Linked DNA regions of Triticum aestivum: region 2 is linked to region 1. Evidence: chromatin contacts called from public Hi-C data. All regions are on one chromosome and are shown on one strand. The core of a region is the stretch at or near the end of the contact, and the rest is flanking DNA. Distances in the headings are between cores, read along the strand shown.

Evidence for each region. Hi-C and Micro-C count contacts between places; a contact is called where the count stands out from the background.
Region 2: a contact with region 1 is called in a Hi-C map of leaf, with 2.6 times the contacts expected there. The contact joins the promoter of LOC123051422 here to the promoter of LOC123055609 in region 1. A contact is called at or near these places in 2 of 5 Hi-C or Micro-C datasets (both in leaf).

The regions. Positions count from the first base shown.
Region 1 is chr2D:40,606,065-40,608,764 of IWGSC CS RefSeq v2.1, reverse strand. It overlaps LOC123055609 (scar-like domain-containing protein WAVE 5), which reads left to right and starts at 1,310. Exons shown (of 5, transcript XM_044479552.1): 1 at 1,310-1,464; 2 at 1,534-1,684; 3 at 1,793-1,830; 4 at 1,914-2,066; 5 at 2,177-2,700. The coding sequence starts at 1,310.
Region 2 is chr2D:40,770,563-40,773,325 of IWGSC CS RefSeq v2.1, reverse strand. It overlaps LOC123051422 (receptor-like protein 7), which reads right to left and starts at 1,374. Exons shown (of 1, transcript XM_044474289.1): 1 at 1-1,374. The coding sequence starts at 1,295.

The DNA.
Region 1 (2,700 bases), core at 61-2,560:
GTTGTCTGCAGGAAGGATCGGTGCTCCACGGTCCAGAGCGAGAGGGCAGGGGTGCCCACGCCAGCGACAACTTGGTGTGTGTCTTGCATCGACGTCCGGTGGTTTCTCATGCAGGCGCAGTCTCTCTTTTGTTAGTAGCCTCGGGTGTGTCTCGGTGGAGTGTGGGCACACTTGTAATCTTGTTCTATTTTTGATCTGCTTTGTATGAAGTTTCTTTCATAACTTTGTATCTGTTCGGCCATGTTGCTTTATATATAAAGCGGGACGAAAGCCTTTTTGGATATTACAACACAAGTTTACCAAGATTTTGGACACAATTGGGCCAAGCAGGCCCATGCATGGCCTGCATCACCATGCCGGGTTGTGCTGCCATTTTCTCTATTTTTAGGCCCAACCCGGCCCATTTAGTTTGTGTCGTGCCATGGCAGTCGGGTTTCGTGCCAGCCCAGAAAAGCCCCGCCCACGTCCCAAATGAATCCGTTCATGAATACATGCACTGATGCACATGATTTGATTGGTTTGCAGTGAACTAACACTGAGAGGATAGGTAGGTCATGCGATCTCGCGACTCATGACACTGGGTTGGCCTACCTGATATTTGTCCGGTGGCATGGTACAAAACACAGCTAGCTCGCGGTTGTTGTGTTGTTGCCTGGAGCTGAGCTGGAGGAATTGGATCATTTTCAATTTAATTAAGGGACATTTATATTTGTGTCCTTAACTCGAACCCACTACTCAAATTTACTCTTAACTTTTTGATGTGCTCAAGTTTGCTCGTAAAAAGCATTTTAGGTCACAAGAATGCCCTTCCATTTGGTCAAAGTTGTTTGACTGAAACTCCGACGAATGCAAAATAGAATATAAAAATATTCATAAAAACATCACCTATATGCACATGTCATTTACGTTCATGGCAAATACACAATATTCCTTGCCTATTACAGGTTGGCTTATCATAAATTGAGAACCTTTTATACTACGGTAAGAACCTAACGATTTTCCGTAGCTTGTAAATGCATTTTGTAGGCAGTCGTTCAGTAGCCGCAACGTGACGTGCGGTACAAAACCGTATTCCGTATGTATTAACATGGCGCAGTGCACAAGCATGAAGCATGCACAGTACGAAGGTACGGTGGTACCTCCTCCTGCTCTAGGGGACCGACCGTGCGGTGCTCTGTCACCTCACCGGACGCTCGTGGGTGCGGGGTGTCGTCGTGTCCTTGCACTGCCTGGAGGTCAGGGCGCGTCAATGGCTACATGTCAGTCGTTTGCCACGAGCCGTCACATGAGCCAGCACCTGCATGCGCGCATGGAGCAGAGTGCTCACCTTCTGGCCCCAACACTGGCAAGGCCCAAGCTCACCACCAAGGCCGACGAGCTCCCCGAAGCTGTCGTCGTCCAGGATGCGGGTGACGCCATGGCCGGCTTCGTGGGCCTCCTCCGCCAGCTCGGGGACCTCGCACAGTACGTTGCTCCTATCCTGCTGGCTGCTACAAATTCACCAGACTAGCCCCTGAATCTGATCTTCTTCAGGCTCGCCGCGGAGGTGTTCGACGGCCTGCATGACCAGGCCACGGCGGTGCCTGCACGGGCGTGCGGCCTCGCGCTGGGGGCGCGGCGGCTCGAGGCGGAGCTGCCACTCATCGAGGAGCGGCTCCGCCGTCGTTGGAATGGACAGGCTTGTGTACTTCATCGGCTAGAAGCTCTGTGTGGCGTCGCAGGCCACGGTGTCGATCGGCCGGTGACTCTGGTGGGAGGAACAAGGCCGTGCTCCATCGAAAAGTTCATCTAGCGATGCCACGGGCCTCCGCAGCTGTCAATGCTGGACAAGTAACAACACTTCTATACCAAAAATTAAACAGCTCAAAAAGGATATTTTTTTCCTGGTTAATTTTAGCTTGTTTTGGGTGCAGGTATGATGCTGGTGGCGAGGGAGCGTGCTTGAAGAGATACACCGACCCCTCCTTCTTCAGAGCCCACTCTGCACAGCATGAATCAGACCTTCAGAGTTCAGACAACCATTCCAAACCCCCTGCCAAGGAAGCCCACCATAACAAATACTCCAAGTAAGTGAGTAACACTTCTTAACTTTCCCTATCTCACTTCTCCCTTCTTTCCAGTTTTCCTTCTAAGTGTTTTAGCATCCAAATTAACCTGACATTTGAACCTCCTGTAGATTTAAAACAGGCGCATTGTCCGATATGCTCCAACAACTTAAATATCGTCACATGATCAGAAGAAAGAGGCGTCAAAAGCACAACTTTCAGAATCAGGGTTCGTCACAAGATGAAGCATCTGAACCACACGTTTTGTCTTCAGCTGATTCGCCTGAAGCATCAAACTCCGAAGCGCCATGCCCTGCAGTACCAGCGAACAAGGAGAGGAGCAGTGACCTCGTTGACAGGACCAGTTCGTTCGGGGCATGGCTCTCTCCAAGTGTAGCCTGTTGTACTGATGCGTGTGAAAACACACCAGACAATACTGATGGATCTTCCAGCCATGGCACAAACAAGGCCGACGAGAATGCCAACAATGCGACAAATTCTCGTAGCCCCCTTGTCGACTTCATCGCCTCAAGGGTCGAAAGCTCGCCGAGCAAGCTATCTGTCAAGAAGCACAGTGACCCGTTAACAAAATCCTTCCGGAACATGGCTAAGAAGCTGCTGCTTGAGTATGAATCAGCAGAGAATTTTCGTAACA
Region 2 (2,763 bases), core at 125-2,624, 160 kb before region 1:
GAAGAAGGTATTGGTCCATTTAAGCCACAGTGGGAAACTTCTAGAACCTCCAGGGATGTTAAGTTTGTGATCCATGATGGTACAGATCCTACTAGTTCTAACCCAGAGAGCTGCAATGAATTCAAGGATCTAAGCCTACCAATTGATGAGGGCAGCTCTCCAGCAAAACCTATCACATCAAGCCCTAGTTTCTTCAAACATTTGAGATTGCTAATTGAAGTTGGTATTGTACCGGAGAAATTGGTGCGCCCCACAAGCAAATTTTCAAGCTGACTACTATCAGTTGAGAAATTCGGTAGATTACCTGATATGTTGTAATTAGCGCGAAGATCAATAGTCACTAGTTTTTTATGTCGAAAGATTACTGAAGGAAAACGACCTTCAAGGTGATTATAGCTTAGTTGGAGAACAGTCAAAGAGGAGAAGTTGGAAAAGAATTTTGGAATTGGACCGGTCAACCGATTGAACTGGAGATCGACAATAGATAGTGATTGCAAACCAGCGAGCGATCCACAAATGGGGCCAGTGAGCCAGCAAAAGGGCAAGCTAAGAACACGGAGATTTGGTGTGTACTTGGCTAGAGCATTGCACCACTCGTCTCCTTGAACGAACATGTCAATCATACCAAGATGGAGCTCCTCCAAATTTGTAAGATTGGCAACCAAGGCTGTAAAGTTAGGCAGTGTGAGCTGATGCAGGTTGGTCCAATCACCATAAACGACGTAACCAGCGTCAAACAGCTCAATAATTTCAGAATTGAAGGACAGGTCGAGAGAGACCAAATCCGTGAGGCGGCCAATGCTATAGGCTGGCACTTGTCCCGCGAAGTTGGAGTTGGAGAGGTTGAGATGGGTGAGACTGGTGAGCTTCTCAAACCCGGTGGATGGGATTTTGGAAAGACTGAAGTTGTTTCCACCCAGGTTGAGACACCTGAGGGAGGTCAGATCGAAGAGCACAGAATGGAGATGGTTACTCTCCAAGCCACGATCACCCAGATCCAGAGAAATGACGTGGCCGCTAGTGCCACTGCAGTGGATGCCCTCCCAACTGCAGCAGTCCGTGCTGGCCTTCCACGACTGAAAGGCCACGACGGACTCATCGGAGGCGGTGAAGGAAAGTTTCAGCCGGAGCAGTGCCAACGCCTCGTCCGGCAAGCATCGAACAGGTATTATGGTGGTGTGGTTGGCGAACGTACCAGCCGAAGGGAGAAGCGAGCTTATTGCCACGAGCTTGATTTGTAGGAGGAACAGCAGCAGCAGCGCTAATGGCAGGAGATGTGCCATCATGGCGGGCATATGTGCAACGACGGCTTTGTTTGGTTGGGTGGCACAGGACTGAAAGAGCAGAGATTGATAAATTTGTACCCTGCCTCATGCGTTTATGTACACGGTTATGAGCAGCTACATGCAGTCTGGCCTTTAAATTTTTGTGTAGTGAGCTAACAAGAACGCACGGCTGGCAGCAAAGCCGACCACGAGGTTTTCTCTTGCAATCGCATAGTGTCCAGACACATCGTTATCTTGGGTCATGATGCATTTCTGCTTGGCCACTTAGATTCTTGTTGAACTAGTCAATGTACATTTGTACCCAATTACTCCCTCAACCTTATAGCCGGCAAGTATAATAGTTGTATATGAATATGTACTACTTTATTGATACATGACCCATATCCCACTCTCACAGAGTGTCTAGAAGCGGGTGTTACAGCCGGCTGTTAATCAGTAGCCCGTTTATCTTCTTTCTTCACCCACTCATCAAAAATATAACATTTAATGTCTTACAGCCCGCCTATGCCATCTTATTATACTTGCTCTTACTTATATAAGGCCACTATTGAATACTCCATCCGTTCCAAAATATAGTATTTCCTCTATTTCCGCGCTTCAACTTTGACCATAAATTTAACCAACGAGGCCGATTACGGTGAGAGCAAAAGTTATACCAGTAAATTCGTATTCAAAAGAAGTTTTCAATTATATAATTTTTTGTCCCGCCGCAGTCGGTCTCGTTGGTTAAATTTATGGTCAAAGTTGAACCTCGGAAAACGCGGACGCACTATATTTTGGAATGGAGGGAGTATACGTTTTGCATCTATACAAGGCAACCAACAGTAATCGAGGAAAGAATTACTCCCTCCGTCTAGGTGTGTAAGTCACCTTAAGAAAACCAAATAATCCCAAAACACTTAGGCGCGATGCATTAACTTCCTCATCGTTTCTTGTTTTGTGACATATCAACCAATAAGAGATGTGGGCCGTGCATGCTTTCAATGACTTTAAGACTATCAAACATGACATGCAGTGGTTAGTTCATTGCATGCAATGCTATTAATTAGCAAAAAAACATTAAATTTTCTCGTTTTCCTCTCCGCCTTGGTCGCGGTGCATAACGTAAGATGACTTATACACCTAGACGGAGGGAGTAATGATATTTCCTCGTACTAGCAACATGTTTAATACTTGAATGCATGCCGTCATAATGACACTAGCAACCTCCTCCACTCAGTTTCCTTGCATGCATGTTGCGTATTAATTATTTCAGTAAACGAAAAAAAATTGGCTTGCAAAGTATGCATTAAATTTTACGTTGATACCTTTAATATAAGTTTGTCACCTTGTATATAAAAATGGAAGGAGTACCATTAATATCATAGATCTCCAAACAGCCTACTCACCACAACAATTCCTGTAAACATCAGCAATTACTTCATGGAGACTGGACGGGCCATATAAAAAAACCAAAAATTTCGGCACCACTGGATTG